2 separate regions of the Mus musculus genome follow, and region 1 is linked to region 2. A link is a contact called in public HiChIP or PLAC-seq data. All regions are on one chromosome and are shown on one strand. Each heading gives the region's core, a stretch centred on a gene start, on an enhancer-like site or on the middle of the called end of the contact. The rest is flanking DNA. Distances are from core to core; before and after follow the strand shown.

What was found. HiChIP or PLAC-seq counts read pairs in DNA pulled down with a chosen protein or histone mark.
Region 1: an H3K27ac HiChIP or PLAC-seq map of embryonic fibroblasts shows a contact between it and region 2, with 18 read pairs. The contact joins the enhancer-like site here to the promoter of Tes in region 2. A contact is called at or near these places in 1 of 484 Hi-C or Micro-C datasets (cerebral cortex), 4 of 115 datasets of contacts at active chromatin or transcription factors (CD8 T cells, embryonic fibroblasts, embryonic stem cells and 1 more) and 3 of 9 other capture datasets (adipose tissue, liver and pancreatic islet).

The regions. Positions count from the first base shown.
Region 1 is chr6:17,107,684-17,110,825 of GRCm38.p6, reverse strand. The region is part of intron 1 of Gm4876 (predicted gene 4876); the gene reads left to right. Among named protein-coding and RNA genes, the nearest start is that of Gm15473, 44 kb to the right of the region's middle. Within about 2 kb of position 1,400, at least 85 of the 459 cell types and tissues checked have an H3K27ac peak or open chromatin away from gene starts, as enhancers often do. A contact at or near this core is called in adipose tissue, embryonic fibroblasts and pancreatic cancer cells, where this site is marked.
Region 2 is chr6:17,063,646-17,066,957 of GRCm38.p6, reverse strand. It overlaps Tes (testis derived transcript), which reads right to left and starts at 1,809. Exons shown (of 7, transcript NM_207176.3): 1 at 1,645-1,809. The coding sequence starts at 1,671. It overlaps Gm15473 (predicted gene 15473), which reads left to right and starts at 1,371. Exons shown (of 2, transcript NR_167659.1): 1 at 1,371-2,366.

The DNA.
Region 1 (3,142 bases), core at 151-2,650, 44 kb before region 2:
ACCAACGCCTCTTCATTTCGTGGCTGAATTGAACTCCTAGATCTATCTCAAAGTCTCTGGTGCCCCTCCCAGGCAGGTTGGTTGCAGTGCCTGAGAAGTAGGTAGTTGCTTTCCTTAGGCAGTCTCTCTTATTTGTACTAGTTTCTTTTGATTTTTGAGAGTCACAGTTTTCTTTAAGCATGATATAGCGGCCTTAGACTTTACCCCCTATTTCTTTTCCAATCATTCTATTCCATTTTTTGTTGTGAATGTTTAAAAATTAATTATTGTGTTAACTAGCGACTCCAATGGCATGCTCCCAATGAAAGGGCAAACTAATTAGACAAAGCTACTTGAGCATTCGATAGTACAGCGAGAGGGAAAAAGGGCACTTCAGGCTAGAGTGCTGGAGTGTGTGATTATATCCCCACATAATCCAAGGATGTGGGATCTTTGAGTACATATGAGTCTCCATTTTCTGTTAAACTTCAGAAATTTTCTCCACGTTCTTTGATAATGTCAGTCCCTGGCTCATGCTTTCTTCCCTTTTGTTGTTGTTGTTGTTGTTGTGTGATGACCTCAACAAACACATGGATTTTCATACAACACTTGTGCTGATTTTTCCATCTTCCTAAAATCCAGTCCCCTTGCCTTCCTTCCTATCCAGCTGTAACTGGAGAGGAGATTCCATGGGATCTCCCCATGTGTCTGTTTTGACTCCTAAGCCCAGATTTCTTTTGAATTCTACCATGGTATCCCAGTCCTCAGTCAGATGTTATTTATGGAGAATTGACTCCAACGTGTCTACATGCAATAGCGGTTGACTAGCAATGGTAACTGGGTAGAAGGTGCTTTTGTTACTGGGTGAAGGGCAAGACATCCTGTGGAAATGCACATCGAAGAAAGATCAATAACAGCCTTTATAAATGTCATTTAAAATGCCATTCAAAACAACCATAAAGGTTAATGGCATTTTGTTTTGATTGTTTCAAAATATATTATCAGATTAAATAGAAGCTACGATGACTTGCTTCCCATGAAAGGACAGAATAATTAGCCACAGTTATTTAAGCACCGGTAAATATATGAAAAACCAAAACAACACACCCTATTAATCAAACCACAATGCCTGTCAGGTTGTGTGCTAAAACTTCTATCTACACAACACAAGGAAGCAGGCCTTTTCACACAGGTAAGCACTCAGTAAAGTCAAGAGTTAACATTGAACAGTTACCAGGGGTCAGGAAAGGCATTTTTTATGCAGTCAGGGACAGTCTTAAGTGTTCTAAAGAGTTACAGACAAACTCAGAAGACAAGTTCAGATATGCCAGGTCATTTTAAGATGAGAACTTAAAACTGTTCTTGGGTGGTGGTGTCTCTTTGGTTACCATAGCAAAGTTGGAAGAGCTTAAACACTACGTGTTACAAATTGCTTAAGAATGACTCAACCCTGACTCTCTTGCCTATGGTGAAACTCGTCTGAAACACTTGAGTCAATTTGGAAATCTATGCTTAAAGACCAGACACTGCAGTATGGTCAGGACTTATTAAAAAGAGACAATCTGTAATATCTTGTTTAAAATAAGCAGAAAGCCCCCGCGCTTCACCTGGGCAGCACAGTAGACCTAGCCTGGTGGCTTGGGTACAGGAAAGCTGATGGGTTCAGCAACTCCAACCCAGGCCCAGATCCAGGGCTTTGAATATGCTCACCCCAACATCTGCCCCATCTGTGAAATGCTGGAGTGTGTGAAGGGGCCAGTCCTGCAGATCCAAAGCTGCAGAGTTTCCACGACACAGACCGACAACAGGATATCTGAGAGAAACCCCAGTGAGATTCCAGTATTGATAGTATAGCAGAAGCCAGAGGCCTCAAACCAGACTCATTGCAATGAACATTTGGAAGTAAAGAGGTTTGGCCAAAGGAATACCCGTGTGACACATTGTGACACACTGCAGCTTCCACAGTGAGATTTTTGTTGTTGTTTGTTTTGTTTTGTTTTGATTTTGAGGTTTTAATTTTTTTATTTTTATTTCTATTTTTTGAGGGGAGGTTGCAAGGATGGAGAAGATACCCCAGGACTTGAGATATAGATGCTGTAAAGGGGTGACGAGATGAGTGGGATTGGGGGTGCATGGTGTATAATTCATATACAATAAGAAGTTAAAAACAAAAAAAATTGTTAAAAATGTCCCAAATGTGAAGGCCAACAGGACACCTGAGCGACTGGGATTCCATCAGTGGAAATTACATATATATATATATATATATATATATATATATATATATATATATATACATATTTATATATATATGCAAAACATCACTTTCTCAAATCCTATTTGTATCCAAGATTGTTCTATTTAGAGATGAACAGTGTACGTGCAGCCTCCCTGAAGTAGTTCACAATCAATGAGCATCCAGGGAGGGTATGAAGCATCTCTCATGGACCACTGTGTAGAAGCTGATGCTGAGTCTGCATCTTCCTTTGAATTTCCTGGACCCCAAGACATTTCCCCCTTCTCCTTCCTCACTGAACCCACTGCTCTTGAGTTCCCACTGCTGTTTGGAGGACAGGAAAAGCAGAGATCACTGTCATGTCTTTTAATATCCAAGATGATGGCTTTTGTGGAGAAAGAGGACACCTCTGGTATTGCCTAAGTACCAGCAATTGTTCTACACTCTCTCTTAGTGAGCCTTTTGCTACTGTGAACTGTAATGATGTGGTTGTCAAATTCATGCCGTACCAGGCATAAAAAAACAAACAAACAAAAAAAAAAACAAAACAAAACCAAAAACCCTGTAAGATCTGCTTCTGAGAACTGACCTAGAATGATTTTTTAATGAGAAAAAGAATATTAATCTATCAATACCAGGTAATTAGAATTTAAAAAAAATGTTCTACATGGTTCACATTTAGTAAAAGAAACACACAAATCTAGATTTAAAACTTCCATTTTCAACTTCCAGGGAATTGCTTAGTGTTGGATTTTGTAGTAAGGGAGCTCAGTCAGGGTTCTATCCCCCCCTCCCCCCAGCCTGGGAAGATCGCTCTGTTGCTTCACTGGTCAGTTGCCTCTTCTAGCATTTGCTTATTGCTTCCACAGTAGTTAGTAGTCCTCAGCCTTCCTAAGCCTGTGACCTTTTAGTACAGTTCCTCAGGTT
Region 2 (3,312 bases), core at 560-3,059:
AAATTCTTAAGTTTGGACTTTTTTCTGAAAATTATTGTCTCTTGTCTCAAAGATTGTGTTTTGTTTTGATTAGAGAACTTAAAAAAAAGGTTTTTAGGTTCACAGCAAAGCTGAGCAGAGGCATGAAGCTTCCCCCATGGTCTTTGACAACACATGTCCAGCCTGGCCCCCTCACGATCTACAACACCAGGGTTCGGAGGCGGTCATTTAAGAGACACAGCGGCTTATCGCTGTTTCCCAAGTTCAGGTTCCTCACTACAGTTCACTTTTGTTATCCTACATTCTGTGCCGTTTGACAAAGGTATGAGTAAGATATATCCACCAAGATAGTATCCTGCATAATAGCGTCATTACCTTAACAATCCTCTCATTTGCTTATTCATCCTTCCCTCCCTTCAAGGACAGCATTTCCAAACAAAGACAACCTATCATTTGGGACAAACACCTAAAGACGTTCTTATATAAAAACTCAGTAAGTTCAGTGTGTGTTCATCAACAGAAGACTACACAGCACATCCGCTGCTTTCTAAGTGGCAAGCACAGGTAACCAAAACACACGTTAAAAGAATAAATATCAAACAGGAAGAGACTAGAAAGAATCTTCTATTTCCTGTTCTTCCCTTCCCTTCTGAGTGTTGATTTTAATCAGAAGAGACCAAGGAACTGTTTCCTAGGTTCAAATTTTTATTTATCAACAGCTTCCTAAACCTCATACCATATATTTGCATACGATTTGAAACCTTCAATTCTGGCACAAAATAGAAATTCCCTTTTAGAAGATGAACCTGCAACTGCAAAGCCGCAGAAGAAAGTTTCCTCAACTTGGCTTTCTTACTGTGCACAACTTCCTTCCTTATTTGAAAAATGACCAACTAACTTAAATTCACTTGAAAGAAAACAGGCGCAATTCCCGAGAACAAGACCTTTAAGGTCGAAAGTTACAATAGAATGTGACGTCAGCATTCTTTTGAGTCATAGTCTGGTCCCCACCTCTTTCTCCCAGGCGACCTGAGAGACCTAATCTCGGAGCTCCTCAGGTAGGGCCTTTATAGCCTGGACACCAGGAGCAGCCAGGAGGGTGCTCCGCAGGCGGGGCCGCTGAGCACCTGCAATGACCGCTGTTTGTGCCTGGCTGCCAAACGGCATTTTCTTTTGAGAATTAACTCCGCAAGAAGGAGACAGTGTTTTGGCACTCAAGCCATAAGTGAAACACATACACATCCCCCAAAAGTCATCACTTCAGAAGTTATCAGCAGGCGCGGGTGTGAAGGAAGTGTCACCAGTCAGCAGCCACTTTAGAGCGCCTGGGGCAGCCAGACTGCAGGGGAGGAGGATGTCAAAGCCACATCACTGAATCACACAGGCTCCCCAGAGCGCTGCTTCCCCAGGCAGGAAGCGGTGTCAGCCACCACCTCGCCTAAGACTTCGCCCAGGGCTTGGGGGAAGGCGTGGCCGAAAGGTTTTCCGAAAAGTTTCAGGCGCAGAGACAGCGAGTTGCAGGGTCCCGCTCCGCAGCGACAGTCACCCAAGGGATCGGGGTCCGGGGAGTCATCCTCCAGCCGCACCCACCGGGTCTGGTCCCGGAACCCGGACCAGCTCCCGCGCTCAGGTGAGGCGACCACGCCCGTCGCCCGCCCCACTCACCTTCTTCATTTTGGTTTCCAGGTCCATACTGGGCGTCGGAGGGGCTCAGTCCCGCGTCCGCGATCTCCGCTGCGGGAACTCCGGCGCCGCTGCCGCTGCTACTCAGCATGGGCACTCGAACTTCCGCAGCCCGGTTCGGCAGCGGCTGGGACCTGGAACAAAGAGGCCCTGGCAGCCAATGGCAGCGGGGCAGTGCCGGGTAGCGGCCAATCAGCGCGCGCCGCACGCACCTTCGCAGCCAGAGCGTGCCGCTAGCAAGGTGAGGGGCGGGGCCGCGAGGGGCGGGGCCCTGCGGAGTTCCCTGGGCGCACCGACTTAGTTTCTTCAAAGCCTTGCACCCACTGGACTTCTGTGGGGCCATCCTTTCCTCCAGCTGAAGAGCAGACCCATACCTTTACATTTCGGTAGTTGTACTTGTGTGTCCGAGGACTTTTCAAGCAGGCCAAGAGGAGTGAGTGACCCTCCCAGTACCAACTTCTTGGCTGATTTCAGAGACAAAAAGAAGTCATGGAGCTCCTTGGGCATCCCAGAGATGAGCACGGGCCCTGGTTTCACTATTGAATGGTGGAGATGTCCATTTCTCCAATGCTTTCTCTAGAGTCCTGTGCACTTCCAAGGAAGCTTCTCTCACATCGTTGATGCCCATCAAGACTACCACTATATTGTTTTGTGAGCACTCAACACTAAAAAGCAACGGGAGGCTCACAGCAACTACTGCAGAAGTAAGTGGTGTCCTTGTTTGGGAAACAGGGTTCCCTTTTTGGACCTACTAAGTGGGAAAAAGGCGAGCTGCTCTTGCTTCTCGTGAAGTCTAGTTTCAAACTGCGGTCTCACAGAAGCCTGGGCCACCAAGAACCCATTCTATCTTTTCTTTCAATAGCTATTGCGGAAAGAACCTCATCTTGGATTGTTGGGGCGTGGAGGACCCTAGGGATTAATTTACTTCATACATCTTGCAAGGATCTGTAGGCCCCGAAGTACAGGCACCTCTCAGATACAACATATTGGGAACAGAGCTTGAGTCCCAGTAAATTGGGGGGACAGGGGGTGTGAGTTAATTATGCATCTATGTGTGAGCATGCCTACTTTTGAGAGCAGGTTCACTTAGAGCCCAGAATAAGTAGAATCTTCTGAGGTTGGAGTTCCAGGCCGCCGTGAGGCCCCTGCCTTGGGGGATGGGAACTGAAATCAAGTCCTCTGCAAGAGCAGCAGGAGCTTTTAACAACAGAACCATCTCTCTAGCCCGAAGTAATTTTATTCAGTTCCTACTACATAGAAATTGTTGATGGCTAGGTATCTGGTGATCTCCTAGTCCAGCGTCTACATATGCATATGTATATATGTTTTCCTCTATATGCACGTGATATTAAAAATAAAATCTCCATATAATGCAGATACTTGGGTCGAGATGTTTCATTTTACGTCTGGACATTTGGTAACTAAAGCACTTCAAAATACACTTTAGCCAACACTTTATATACTGTTGTACTTGATAACTTGTTAATACTGCTTAACAGAGCATTGGTTTAACATGTGTATGTTTTCAGTATCCAGCTAACAATGATCAAAATAGCTTGTTATAGTTTTTGCTTTACATTAAATTGGAATAAAGTATTCTAAGGCATTTTCCCAAATCACCCCACAGACTTGGGTCTACAGAGTCTGCCC